2 separate regions of the Anser cygnoides genome follow, and region 2 is linked to region 1. A link is a contact called in public Hi-C data. All regions are on one chromosome and are shown on one strand. The core of a region is the stretch at or near the end of the contact, and the rest is flanking DNA. Distances in the headings are between cores, read along the strand shown. Region 1 has its middle 12 kb from the start of RRM2. Region 2 has its middle 15 kb from the start of ODC1.

The links. Hi-C and Micro-C count contacts between places; a contact is called where the count stands out from the background.
Region 2: a contact with region 1 is called in a Hi-C map of granulosa cells, with 4 times the contacts expected there. The contact joins two enhancer-like sites. A contact is called at or near these places in 3 of 7 Hi-C or Micro-C datasets (granulosa cells and liver).

Annotation. Positions count from the first base shown.
Region 1 is chr3:106,933,921-106,937,526 of Taihu_goose_T2T_genome, forward strand. No RefSeq gene overlaps it. Among named protein-coding and RNA genes, the nearest start is that of RRM2, 12 kb to the left of the region's middle. Within about 2 kb of position 1,536, at least 2 of the 3 cell types and tissues checked have open chromatin away from gene starts, as enhancers often do.
Region 2 is chr3:107,194,006-107,197,611 of Taihu_goose_T2T_genome, forward strand. No RefSeq gene overlaps it. Among named protein-coding and RNA genes, the nearest start is that of ODC1, 15 kb to the right of the region's middle. Within about 2 kb of position 1,691, at least 1 of the 3 cell types and tissues checked has open chromatin away from gene starts, as enhancers often do.

The DNA of each region.
Region 1 (3,606 bases), core at 286-2,785:
AACAAATCTCCATCCTCCCACCTCGAATCACTGTTCTGCGAGACACTGAAATGTGTTTTCCCAGTTCAGGACACAAATGAATAGCAGTCTCTGGTTGCCACCTGCTCTGGTTTTATCTTGGTTCTGTAAGTAGCAAAGTGTGCTGACAGCCAGATTCGTATACCTCTCTCCCTTGTATTTAATTAAAAGATTTCTCTGCCATGAATTGATTTTCAGGGTGATGCTAAAATGTTTCACCCCCACCAAAAAAAAGTACACTTCTGTGCTTCAAAAGTTAAAGTTCAGTGGAGCAGAAGGGAGCAGGGACTTGGCAGGGAAGCCGTGGAGCAATGAGCTTTCATTAGATGAACTTCAGAAGCAGCACTGTGTTTAGGCAGGGAGTGTATTGGAAATGAGCATTTCACAACAGAAATGTTAGCAGGGCCAAGTGTTCCCATTTGCAAGTGTCTGTTCTGGCCGTAAGTTTCTGCGATGCCACTTAAATGCAGCCCCAGCTATAAGGAGGAGTGAAATGTAATTCCCTCCTAGAAGGAATCAAAATATTAATTGTGTATTGGATTCTCTAACAGCTTCAAGCAAAACACATTCAAGGCTTAACAATGACTTTGCTGTTTCGATTACCGCTTCTGGAAATTGCATCTCCTATTGATGTAGCTATTACAGTTACTCCTGATAATGCTGTAAATACATGCGGACGTACAGAAAACTGAGCCTGATCTGGTTATTATTGCTGCGTGTGAGTTAAGACTGGCAAATGTTGGAGAATGTAACAGGATTATTTTTTAATACACATTTTCCATAAAATGGTTATCCCTTGTCAAATTGAAAAGCTATTTACTATGTGAAGTAGGCTAATTTTATGGTAAGTTTTTAATCTTGCAGTCTTTTTCATCATTCAGCTGTTACTGCACTTGCTGTTACTAAATCCCAGGATTACATATGAAATCGCAGGACGGCTGGATTGCATTTAAATTAATTAAAGCAAAAATGTTTCAGGTGAAATGCTCAATATTGTGTAGATAATCAAGAAGCAGATGCAATTTCACCTCTTGCATCCCCACATAACACATGGAAAAGGACTGAGATTTAAATGTGCACAAACTCAAGCATCACTGCTCAGACTCCACATGGGGGGGGGGTGAATTTTGGGCAGATTAGGGAAAGTTGTTCGTAATGATGAAGTAACTTTGCCTGAAGAGACATTCAGGACCAGGCTTCCCCATAAGCACAGCCACGCAGCTGGTCCTTGTGGTGGCATTGACACAAGTGTGCAGTGATTCCTTTGGGCCATTCCTGCAGGACATCTCCGCGTCTGAGCCTCCTGTGGCTGCTGTCCCATCGCCTCTGCAGGTGAACTCAGGCTTTCTTCTACCTCCTGCTCACCAATCTATGCTCCAGTTCTCCATCAGCTCAAGCAGAATTTCTCTTGGAGTTAGGTGGCTGCCCCAGCACTCAGTCTAAAACCTGGTTTTGCAATAACTTGTGGTTGACTGCAGGTAGCTGCTGCAAGCACTACAGCCGGCTGTCAGCAGGGGGGCTCCTGCACAAGGAAACCAGCAGTGAGCCCAGCAGTGCAGTGACCGGGCTGCTGGCCCAGCTGTCTGTGAGGTGCCAGGTGACTGTCACATTTGGGGTGAAGGCTGGGCTGCTGGGGCTTCCCCTGCAGGAAAACACGGGATCTATTCCTGTAGTTGCTGCAGCAGTACAGGGCATCCCCTGCTTGTTTGCTTGCAGAGCTCACAGTCAGAGTACGCATGCAAATCCTCTCTACAAGATTTTATAGCAGACTTTTTGCTATGTGGGCTGCTGAGGTTTTGGGGAGCTGCTGATTCTGCAGCACAAGTCCTTCCCTTGCAACCTCCTGGGTATGGGACTATGAGAAAGTGCATCACACTCACCTAATTTCACCTTGCAATACAATTGAGGATGGGAATAATTCCTTTAGTGGATGTGCCGTGTATTTTAACCAATGACAGAACTTAGTTCTTACTTGTGCCCACTGCTCTGCCCTTTTTGAGCTGTGCTGAGCTTTCTTTTTGGATGCTGGGGCTATAGCAAGCAAGCTGTGCATCTCCTATAGAGATGGACTCCCCAGGATGCTGTCACAAGTGCCCTCAGTGGGGGAGAGCATAATGTTTGTTAATTTAGGCTTTTCCCACCAAAATCAGGGTTGTGCCTCTCCTTCCAGCCTCCTGCAGAATAAAATCAATCCAAACAGGGAGGTGGACTTAATGTTGTTAGAAATATTGGGCTGGGTGGGAGGGTGTGATGAGAAGACAGCAGAGGTGGGTTCTTCATTTTTTCCTGTAAATCTTCCACTTAGGATAGTGTCAGTCCAGCAATAATTTATATCAGGTAAAATTGTACGGTAAATCTAGGGTGAGGTGTTAATGGTGGGTTTAATAGGTCTGAACATGTGCATGCTCTCTCCCTGCTGCTAGCCAAAGCACTAGCTGGTATTTAACCCAGGTGGAAGGCAGCTCTTGTTTTGAGTGGCTTCACCTGGAGAGCATGTTTGACTTGCTGAGAAAACCGTGTATTGCTGAGCTTGGTAGCTCATTTAAAACACTGGGCTGTGAATGGAGCTGTCATGTCAGCTGAACAGCTCTGGGGGTTCACCACCGAGCAGGACATGGGGCAGCTTTGAGGACAAAGCTTGAATTTTGTAGCACAGGGCTATTGGAGGAGGGATGGAGCTGGGCAGCACTGTCCTGTACAGCTCCCTCCTTTCAGTTTTTGTGCTGCTCCCCTGGCCCACACCCCGGCAAAGCAGACCTTCATTAGCAGCATCTATCTCAATGGGGCTAATTAGCAGGTTGGTCCTGCTCTTTGGCTACGTGAGGCTGCGAAAAGCTTGCCAGTGTTCAGAAGGGCTGTAAATGCCCTGCTGTGGAAACTCAGAAATACCTTCCACTGGCTTACATAGGCCCTTTGGCCCCAAATACAGTGGTTTAACTATCTGTTGCTTCCCATATGTTAAAAGCATAAAAGGTTTACCTCACATCAGCCTGTCCTACACATGCCAACTGGCAGAAGCCACATAAAAGTGCCATGGTGAGAGGCGAAACAGCAGCCAGCAGCCCTGGGTAGCCATCATGGTTTGTTGACAGAGCCAGGGGTTGTAAGCTGCCTTCTAAATATTTGCCAGAAAGTTTTGCTTGGAAATGGTGAATATTATGACATAGCGTAGCTAAAAATAGAGCTCTCGCTGGTAATTTTTCAGTCTCTGGTCTCACAGCGTGAGGCGTGCTTTTCAGAAGAGCTGTACATCTGTGTTCCCCCGAATTCAATCACAGCATCTTTGCAAATCAGGCCTTTTGTGCCGCCAAAAATCAAGTTCATAAATTAAATAGAAAGAGGATTGATGGAAAAAATAAACCTTGAACTTATACCAGCAAGGGAACTATTATGGGAGCTGTTATGCCCAGTGCTTCATCCTTAAGAGTTCGCCGAAGGGAGGCTGGAAAGGATTTCTCACCTTCGTGTATTATTCAGGAACTAGGTTCGCAGGCTTTTCAAGTTGTTTTTGGCAAAGAGAAACAAGAGACCCATCAAGGGGGACAAGTGGGCTGCAGTGAGCCACAAGCGGCTCGATCCCGCCCTTGC
Region 2 (3,606 bases), core at 441-2,940, 260 kb after region 1:
AAAGGAACAGCAGCAAATTGCTAGGATCAGGTGGTATCCACCCGAGTGCACTAAAAGAGCAGGAAGATGAGAGTGTAACCTCTCATTTTTATCAGCCTTTGGCAAACACGATACCAGATTATTATATTTTTTTAAATGACTCCAGGGACAGTCACAGAAACTCCAGAGCAGTAAGCTTGATGTCTGAACCAGAAAAAAAAAAACAACTGGTAGAAAGTACAGCAAAGTGCAGACGTTGAAGATCCTGGGATAAATGTGATTTATTAGGGAAGAGACAAAATGGGCTTTTACAAATGAAGGTCTTGCCTCATGAATCTATTAGCGGTCTTTGCAGTAAGGCATCGTTAAATGATCTGGAAAGGGATGGAGAGGTGCAGTGAGACAAAGTTTTCCAGTGATACAGAATTGTCTGGGATAGCCAGAGCTGGTGGAAAGCTTGGTGCTGCTGACTGGACAGTGAAAAAATAGCCCTAACTGTTCGTAAACAGCAAAGAGGTCCAAATAAGCGTGATGTTGGGATCACCTTGGGTAGGTCTGAAAATATCAGCTAAATTCTCGGTCACAGAACCATAGGCCACCCAACTTCGCCTTGAGCACTTCCAGGAATACACAGCTTCTCTGGGCAACCTGTGCCAGTGCCTCACCACCCTCTGAGTGAAGAATTTCTTCCTCATATCTAATCTAAACCTACCCTCTTGTAGTTTAAAGCCATCACCCCTTGTCCTATCACTACCCTCCCTGACAGAGTCCCTCCCCAGCATTCCTGTAGGCCCCCTACAATCTATACCATGCTTGGGCTTTGGGGGAGCCTTTGGGTTTAGGATGTTATTAAATTGTGAACCAAGCATCACACAGGGCTGCAGTGGCCTCCGGAACCTCCTTCAGCTGCTGGGGCAGAGCCAGGGCTGCCCGGCCTGCCCCCACGGCAGTGTCCCGGGCCCTGAGCCTCCAGGCCTCAGCAGCTGGTACCCACGGCTGGTGTCGTGTCAGGCCTGTGCCAAATAGCTTCACAGCTTCTTCACACTGGCAGGGAACATTTCGATCAGCCTGTCTGACCCTTCGGGTGCCACAGGTTGGGGAATTTTTGCACCAGGCCGGGGCCTTCGGCCTGAGGGCGCTGAATGCAGTTGGTGGTGTGAGGGCTCGTTTCTCTTCAGCCCAGCGCTGCCTTGGCTGCTCCCGGCTCTCCCAAAGGCGAACAAGCTGCCATTTCTCAGGACAAAACATCTCACTATGCACTAGCAATTTAGCACTTAAAACTCTGGGTCAGAAATAGCGGGGCCGAGGAGGCTTTTTAATGCCTTCCCACTTGCTGCGCAGGCACAGGAGCCCCAGCCCCAGGAGGCACAGCAGGCTCACGGGGGGTTTGGGGAGCACAGGGGATAGCAGAGGGTGCTTTTTCTGTGCCGCTGGGCATTTCTGGGGATGGTGCTGGGGAGCCGGGCCTGTGGAGATGTGCTCTGCCTTGCTGCAGGCCTTCTGGCATCACCCCCCCAAAAAAGCAGCGGGAAGCGCCCAGCCTCTCCCAGGGCACTTTTTGGGTACCAGCCCTCCTGGTGCCCCCTGCCCTCCTCCTCCCTCCCCACCACCAACAAAGCTGGAGGGGTAAGGAGCCAGAGCAGGTCGGCGTAGCTGCTGGCAGCACCAAGTCCCCTCCCTGTGCTGGGGCTGCCCAGGAGCCGGTGAGAGCAGGGAGCCGAGGCAGGCGGTCCCATGAGCTGCTGCTGCCACCTAGCCCTCGCACCCACACCTGCTGCTGGTTTTCCCCTTCAAATCGCCGGTTTTCTGCAATTTTCCTCTTCTGAGCCACCAAGGAAAAAAATATTTAAGGTCTAATTTTTCTGTTCTCTTCACCTCCTTTTCTGAGGTTGCTGCCTTGCTTGCTGCAGTACTTAGGGCCAGGGCATGGTCCTAGTAAAAGCTCATTAAGAGATGCTCCTGTGGATGTTAACTTGCAGCTGCTTTTCTCTGTGGGGGTTTGGCCTCCTCCAGCACGCTGTGGCTCTCTTGAGCCCACACGGATCTCACCAAGGACAGGCTGCTTTTGCCAGCAGCCAAATCACTTCCCCCAGGACCGTCAGGAAATGTGAGCGTGGAGGAGAGGGGTGAGCTAGTGACATGCCTGGATCCTGCTCTCCATTACAAGCTAAACTTGTGAGCTTGAGATCCCAGCTTAGATCCTCAAAGGGAGTGTACTGAAGATGCTGCTCATGGGCTGCTTCCTAAATCTTGAAGTGCCTCTGGGCATTCCCCTTCCAGTTCTGTTTTGTGATGAACATACAGGATGTTCAACAGGCAAACCAGAGCAGGAGAAACCACTGCTTCCCCCTTTCCCCATGGTCATGGGCTCAGATCTAGCCAGAATTTTGGGGCCATGATTGCTGAGCTGCCTCCTTCCACCCAGCACCTCGCACTCATGAGCATCCTAAACCTGAGGCTGGGGACATTTTTTTTCTGACCCATTCTCATCTTTTTGCTGAGCCATTTGCTCCCTGAAGCATCTGTAGCCGCCGTCTGACCCAGGAGGGAGTGGGAATGGTGTTCCCAAATCTCACAGGTGGCACATTCAGTTGGTAAAAGGGGAGAGTGCCATGGAAAGTGCTTCAGGAGGGCTCATCTCCACCTTGTGAGGGTCGGGGCTCCTGGGTGAGGAACCTTCGTGAGCCTTGTGTCCTCATGGTGGAGAATTCTGCCACCCAGCCCAACCACCGTGGTCCCAGCTTGTGTCTTCTGCCTCTTGGTTAACATCAGCTGTTCCCCGAAGCTGCACTAAGGAAGATGGCATGAGTCAGTACTTACCCCAGCAAAAAAAAACCCTGACGGCAGAGAGCCTAAATTAAGCCCAGGAGCAATAGAGGCGAATTAAAACATCTCTGAAATAACTACTGGGAGAGCCAAGCCTTGGGCTGGACTCCAAGCAGAAAGCTGGAAAATGAGGGGATACTTGAGGTAACAGCCTTAAACAAATAAAAGAAAAGTCACCACTTCTGAAGTGTCCTGATATTAGAAGTCCCCAAACCCTCTGTTTCCCATTTCTGTTAGCAGATGGGGAATTTTTGTGTGGGTTTGTGTTTTTCAGTTTTAGCCATGCAATGGCTTAATGACTCCTTTGTGTGCACTTTTTCCTTGTACTTTCTCATTTGTGTTTGTTCGCTCTAATGCTTCTTGCTCATGGTGCAGTCTTGCGTTGGGAGTGTGGGAGTCGGATAAAGCGTTCCACTTTCCCCTGCCTCCGTCAGACAAACTTTCTGATGCCTTTGGAGCCGAGCTCCATCTTGCGGGCTTTTGCTTGGTGAATTACTCAGCCCAGCCTTATCTCGGGGCGCTTTGCTCTCTGTCGGGCATCATCGCCCTGCGGGGGCACAAAACACCCGTGGCACGGGCACACGAGCCCCAGCCAGCCCAGCAGGCTGCGCGAGGAATTTCCCTCCCCCAAATCAGCAGGTCTCAGTGGCAAGCTGGGTTTTTCTTCTGCTTTTCACTTTGGTCGGATGCTCGAATGGTTTAATGTGAGTTTCAGCTGGGAGGAAGACGGACAGTCATTGCTGAGAAATAGTTACTGGGATGGGACTGTGAAATGCTGCTGCTGAACTATAATTAACAGTG